Linked DNA regions of Mus musculus: region 1 is linked to region 2. A link is a contact called in public promoter capture Hi-C data. All regions are on one chromosome and are shown on one strand. Each heading gives the region's core, a stretch centred on a gene start, on an enhancer-like site or on the middle of the called end of the contact. The rest is flanking DNA. Distances are from core to core; before and after follow the strand shown.

What was found. Promoter capture Hi-C pulls out the DNA fragments that hold promoters and counts their contacts.
Region 1: a contact with region 2 is called in a promoter capture Hi-C map of pre-B cells, with 4 times the contacts expected there. The contact joins the promoter of Rpn2 here to the promoter of Tm9sf4 in region 2. A contact is called at or near these places in 2 of 39 promoter capture datasets (liver and pre-B cells).

The regions. Positions count from the first base shown.
Region 1 is chr2:157,277,399-157,280,970 of GRCm38.p6, reverse strand. Rpn2 (ribophorin II) reads right to left here and starts at 1,873. Exons shown (of 17, transcript NM_019642.4): 1 at 1,636-1,873. The coding sequence starts at 1,648. Mroh8 (maestro heat-like repeat family member 8) reads left to right here and starts at 1,422. Exons shown (of 25, transcript NM_001039557.4): 1 at 1,422-1,779. The coding sequence starts at 1,496.
Region 2 is chr2:153,159,786-153,163,222 of GRCm38.p6, reverse strand. Tm9sf4 (transmembrane 9 superfamily protein member 4) reads right to left here and starts at 1,922. Exons shown (of 18, transcript NM_133847.3): 1 at 1,652-1,922. The coding sequence starts at 1,666.

The DNA of each region.
Region 1 (3,572 bases), core at 624-3,123, 4.1 Mb before region 2:
ATACAGAAAGAATGAGAGCCAATAAGGGAACAGAGGTGGAGGTGCTAAGGAAATAGTCAGTCTTGCCACAATTTGAAGTTAAAACCTATCAGAATTGCCAATGGCTAAGAAGATGTAGAGAAAGAGACATCGAGGCATTTGGCAAAATTCCCAATGACCAATGGGCAATCAGGGATTTGATGTAGTGAAGGACTATGATCACCGCTCCTCCAGCTAAACTGTGAATCCCCTTATAGCCTCTGTGCCAGAAGCTGAATCTTTCTACACTTAAGCACAGTAGCAACTTTTCTGGCTCGTACTTGAACACTCAATTGAATGGGTAGGCCCAAATTATACTGAGTTCTTTGTATGCACTGCACCAGTCTTTAAGCCTTCTAATATCCAAGTGAGGTGGGTATTTTCTGCATTTTACAAACCAAGAAATGGTTTGTAAACTATTTCATACCTGTCACTCCAGGACTAGGGAAACAGAGGCAAGATGGTGAGTCTGAGCTGGAGCCCCAGCTTCATAGTAAGACCCTACCTATTCTGTGTGTATTGTGGTACATGCACATAAGTGTATGCCAGTGCACAGGCATGCAGAGGCCAGAGTAAACACAGGATGACTTCCTCTGATGTTCTATGCCTTCTTGCCTTGAGGCAGGGCCTTTTCACTGATCTAGAACCATTTTTGCTAGACTAGATGGTTACCTCTTGGGATCTGCTGGTCTCTGCCCTCCAATGCTGGGGTTACGTGCACAATGCAGCCAGCCATACCCAGTGCTAAGATTTGAACTCAGATCCACAAGTTGCACTGAACCAACTCCCAGCTCCCTAGACCCTATCTAAGTAAAGAAAAGAAAAAAGGTTCTTAAGTAGGTGCCCACTCCCTTGCCCTGAGACAAATAACTGAAACTCAAACTTAAGTTTCAATGCAAGTTCTGACTTTAGCCACTTTACCAACAAATAAAATAGTGACTTGAATACACTAAGATTCCCACCTATCCACTCAGAATCTACCAAGCATTGAGTTTTGCCCGGCACTGTTAAAAGCAAGCACAGAAATATCATTTAACACAACTCTTGCGAAGCAGATACCAGATGAGAAACTAAGCTGTTGAGTCCCTGGCTTCTGTTCTCACAATCAATACGTGGCCGGTTACAAGTCTGCACCCGTAATATCACTTCATACCCTAGGCTTTCAGCTCCCAGACAGACCTGTGAGTCTCCTGTCCCTGTCAGGGAAAAGGAACCTAGAAGTCGAAGAAAGTCTAGTGACATGCTCAAAAGCTTTCATGATGCCAGGGGTGGCTCTCTGTGACAGGCGTAGGCCGCTGGTACTACTCGAATGAATGGAGGAGGCCAGGCTCGGGCTCCGCGCTGCCCGGGCTCGCGCTCGGCCTTGCGGGGACCCGTAGTCCCACGTCGCACGCCCCGCCACCAACCCTTCGGGTCCCCAGCACTTCACCAGCTCGCAGCCTCCGCCACACGCTCGACCCCGAAAGCGCCCGTGCCCATGCCCCTGCCCCGTAGGGGAGGGGAACCGCGCCTAGCCGGCGCCCGTGTGGTCCGCACTAGCCTCCCGCGGGCGACGCCCCGCTCCCCAAAGCGTGTCGGCCGCGGGGCCCCACTATTGAGCCATGCGCAACGCCTCACCCGGCGGCGCCATTCCTCCGAGCAGGTCCCACCGGAGCCCGAGCAGGCAGACTTCCGCTCCGGGAAGTGGCTCCAAGAGCGCGCCGGAGGGGACGCCAGGGACCCGCGGCACACGCCACTTGCCAGAATGGGCTCCCGGCAAAGGTCAGTCGCGGCGGTCCCGCTTGGCAGGGCCGTGCCCGGCAGCCGCAGTGTGGGGCAGTTGAGTCGCGGCGTGCGAACCTCACTCACGGGTCCTGCTTGCCAAGCCGTCCTCTCCCCCGCGCCGGGACCCACTTGGAACCGACCGCCTCTCAACCGCCCTGCTCACGCCGCCACCGGGACCCGATTGGGCCGGGCCTTGGGGCGGGCCTAAGACGGGGCCACCTCTGATTGGCCAGTGACAGTGACTGGCCGGACGCGCTGTCACTCACGGTTCTCTCCCGCAGCCCGGCCAATTTTAAAAGGGTCCGGTTGGGAGGGGAGCGTTATCGTAACATTTGATTTTATCCACTTTGGGAAATTATGGTTAATGCATTACTTAGATTATTAATAATTGGCTGGTGAGTGAGGGTTTATCCAGTTTTCAAACCTGTGAGCTATACAGGTAACGGAGAGGAGCGTTTTAAAATGTTTGATTTTTTTTTTTTGAAAATTTCATACAATATATTTTGATCATATTCATTTCCTTCCCCCAACACCTTCCATATCCTCCCCCAACTCCCTACACACCCAACTCATGCTCTATTTTTCCTCTTTCTAAAGTAAAAAACAAACTAAGCATGGAGTCCTGCCCTGGAGAGTGGTTGATATACCCAGTCACTCCACTGAAGAAAACTGATTTTCCCTCTCCCAGCAGCTATCAGTTATGAATAGTTTTGGCTACAGTTGGGTCTTTTGTGCCCACTCCCCCTTCTCTGTGTTTTGTATGGCTTGAGCTTTTGTGGGTCTTGTGCATACTGACACAATCCCTGAAAAACTGCTTATTGGAAGCCGTTTATCACCCCTGGCTCTTAAACAATCCTTCTCCTCTTCCACATAGACCCACGCCCATGAGCCCTGAGGTAAAGGGGATGCTGTAGACATCCCATTTAGGGCTGAGTGTCCCAAGATCTCTTATTCTCTGTGTGTTGACCAGTTTTGGGTCTCCGTGTTAATTGCTGTCTACTCCAGGAAGGGTTGAGGGATGCGCTGGTCTGCAAATTTAACAGACTCAAAAATGGAAGCCAGAACTAATGTGTAGCTCTGATTACCGAGCTCACAATATAGGCAGAAAGAGTACTGAGCACCCTACATATGTTATCTTATTTACTCTTTATTATTATTCTGTGAAATGTTACTTTTAATACTTTAAAAGGAAGGAAATATTTCAGCCCTTGCGTTCTGATGACAGCCTAGATGTGTGCTAATTAACTATTGTGAACATGTAGAATTTTGCAATACAGCAATGCTGCTTCTCTTCAGTATCACTCCAGATATGTAGCGGGGAGTCGGACCACTCCTCCATACAGCAGTCACTAGCTCTCTGCAGTAATTTCTCTTTGAACTTAGTCCAATTAAGTAAAATTTAAGCTTCAGCTCCTCAGCTATACTATGCTTCTGATCAGCCAATGCTGTGCTCAGGGTAGCTGGTGGATCTTGCACTGAGTAATTTGAAATTACAGGACAGATATTTTCATTATCCCAGAAAGTTATATTGGGTAGTGCTGAACTAGGATATATTTAAAGAACTCTACCAGTTCAGTAATAAGACAAGCCAGTGGTGTGCTAGAGAGGGAGCCAGCTGTTAAGTTTTTTGGAATTTTTGCAAATAGCTATTTAGGACATTAAATTATATAGTCATAAAGTGAAAGAAAATGTGCTGGAAATTAAAGTCTTCATTTCCTGATCTCACGACATGTTAGCATTGTCGCAGCATTTGTCTTGTCATTGCCTATATGTATGTAATACCTCATTGT
Region 2 (3,437 bases), core at 673-3,172:
TACATATTGCTAACTTATAAACTCTTAAAAGCTCTGTACAGGGCAGGAATTTCCCTGTGCAGTGCTATAAATGCCACCTTACTAAACTCTCTATGAACAAGAAAGGGTGTGACTTCCTGGCTTCACATTCGCCTTATTCTGAATGTGATAAAGGAGAAAAAGGATTTCAACATCCCACTTTAGGGATTTACCCCTCTTCATGATTCATACTGAAGTCTGTGGCCACAGAAACCAGGGAAAGCTTTGAATCTGCTTTTCCCCTAAACAGAGCCAAATATCGAACTTAGGCTCCTGGGTACGCTCAAGCAAGTGCTCCACAAAAGGGGTTACAATCCGCAAAACCTTGAACATTTTTACCTGATTTCTGGGGTTATAAACAAGGAACCTAATTTAAAAAAAAAAAAAAAAAAGTCAGCCGTCTGCTAACAGGACAGACTCCTTTCATGAATTAACCTGGCCCTGTTTAGAGAAAACCAACATCAAATAACTTAAGCAAGAATTTTCCTTCAGTAGAGTCAAATGTCACAAGCTTTTTCTCTGAGTCTTTCTTGTCATTCACTACCACGATGGAATTAATTTTATCTTCTGAGGCAGCAATGTACAAGACCACCCAGGAAAATTCACTTTCGACTTTTGTTCTCATTTCTTGGCAAACAGAATTTGAGGTGAACTTCTCTTAGAAAATCTGACCTTCAAAAACTTAATTCTGTGGTTGATAAACAGAAGTCAGCTAGTGACTCATCCTTCAGGCACAGGTATATTACCTCCACTCTCATCCACAAAGAGACTTAATTCTAGTCAGCTTCATGATAGTGACCCTTTATCTGTAAGGAGCTGTGTGGAGTGGGAGGGGGATACAGACAGGCAGGGCCAGAGGTGTTTTTAAACGGTAACCCAGGGACCACCTCCATTATAAACACAGGACTGTTTGTGAGACTATAGATTCCTGAGCATGGCCTAAGGTATTGCAATCTTTGGGAGTGATGCTCAGGAAACTATTTAAACATGCCTCCCCACCAACAACCCAAGATCCCCGTGCACAGTGGGGTTTAAGAACCAATCGGATAAAAGCACTTTAGGAGAGACAGATTTTGACAGAAAAGGCAGGAGAAGGGCAGGGCCTGGGGATGGGATGATGGGCATGGGATGCCCTGGTACAGCAGCAATCAAGCGGGATGCGCTATGGGAACCGCTGAGGGTGCAGGTAAGGACAAGGCTCGGGCTGGTGCGAGCAAGGTGGCACCCGCAGACTGGTTAGGCTGATGGGTATGTGGAGAGCTGGGTATGAACGTGAGGAGGAGGAGCGAAGGCAGAAATAACGGGGGCCTCTCGGGAGGAGACAAAGCCTGGAGGGGAAGAAATGGGAAATAGGGGTGACAAGGGGCGGGAACGAAAGCTGAAATGAGAACCGTGAAGGCATGAGCCGAAGTCTTCCTTCCAAGCGGCACCTCCCCTAAAACTCCAGGCCCTGACAAGCCTAGATGCCATGCCAAGGCTAGAGAAAGGGACTTTGTAGAGGCCGACCCAGTCAAGGGTAACCCGAGCAGGGGTTCTGGAGGAGGCTGGGAACCAGGCATGGGGCGCTGGAAGGTCCTGGGCTATCCAGGGGGGCCCTGCTCCAGCTCCGGTTCCCGGAGTCTCCTTCACTCACCATCGCCGCCGCCATCTTGGATCCACGTGTCGGCGTGATGACGTCAGCGGAAGTGGTGCTTCTGTGGTTACGGAGTGTAGCTCCACTAAGGGGACTCCTGGCTTCAGATTCTTCTGTAGTCGCAGTAGTGAGGAGGTAAAAGAAGCTTAATTTCTCCTTGGCAGATTGGCCTTGGCAGTGAGGTCTCTGACTAGGTGAAGAGAACGTACGGTGTAACTATTGGAGCCATATTGACTTCTGGCAGACCCGCTCCTCCGCCTACTCCTTTTGCATTGTGGGTAATGGGGGTGTGTGGAAATAGGCGCGCTCCCTGGATGCTTTCTTTAGTATTGGCAGAAAGAGTCGTTGCCAGGGTTACCCGGGACCTTAATTGTGAAACGGAAAGCATGGTAAACCCTCTCTGACAGCTTCTGATTTAGAGTAATTTGTAATTATATGTTTAAATATTTATTTGACTATAATATAGTCTTACTAATCGGCCGTAATAACTATGAAGGTAGGACTCTGTCTTTCCCTTACACTGCGTTTTTGTCGTCAGTGAAATGGGGCAGAGATTTCTAGATTTTTTTTTTTTTTTTTTTTTTTTGGTTTTCCGAGACAGGCTGGCCTCGAACTCAGAAATCCGCCTGCCTCTGCCTCCCGAGTGCTGGGATTAAAGGCGTGCGCCACCACGCCCAGCTCTAGATTATTTTTATAATTGGCTTATGTTAAGTATCCACTGACACAATCATATAAAGTATTCAATAAATAATTGTCATTATATAACGTATGTACATTCCTTCACACATATGGTAGGTGTCCCAAACAATATGCTTTGTTAAATGAGTGAATGAAAAGCAGAACACTTAGTGAAAGGAGACATTTTTCAATGTGGACTTCTCCATTCTAACTGGCTTAATGTATGACTTGAAGCAAGTCACTTAACCATCTTAAACTTAACTTTCCAGTATTGACTTAAAAGGGTCTGGGGAGGACTCAAAGGATCATAATGGAGAAAGACTGTTTGGTTCATATATACCACTGTAAAGTGTACAAAGAGCCAGTGCGGTCTTCTTAGATGGATCCAAAAAGCTGTTAAGAGAGTAGTAATGAGTTCTGAGGATATAGTTAATTTAGCAGATAGCCTGCCTAATCTTTAGCACTGGGACTTGTAATCCCCAAACTCAGAAGGTCCAGCAAGAAGAGTTCATGGTTATCCTGGGACATGTGAGACCTTGCCTCAGTCATCATCGTTACTATCATCTTTATCATTATCCGTGTTCAGTGGCTCACACTGGTAATTTTTGCGCTCAGGATGCTGAGGAAGGAAGGCATGGTGAGTTCAAGACCATCCTGAGCCATAAAGAGAGCCACGGGCTAAACAGAAAACTCAGCATTGCTTAAGTACTGTGCCAAAACTGGTCTTAAGATTTTTAGTTATCTCTTCTGCACCTTGGCAAGGAACAGCTGAGCTCTGACCACCACTGTGGTCAGTACTGATTACTACCGTGGTGGATTTTTTTCTGCATAAATGTCTACTAACAAGCCTCTCCTTCTTGCATGTTATGAGCATACTGGTTCTCCTGTCAAAAGGTGAATTTTTTTCTCTTGTTGAATGCTGGGGTTAAGTTACTTGCTTTGACCAAATAGAGTGAATTATAAGTGTCTTCCACTTCTGTGTCTAGGCTGTAAGAGGCTTGAAGCTTCTCCTTCCTCCCAAGGATATAAATATGGCTGGGTGTCCTGCTGCATAGACAGGTCTATGTCATTCCTCACAGAGTTCTAGAAACCCCACCTGACAGTTACA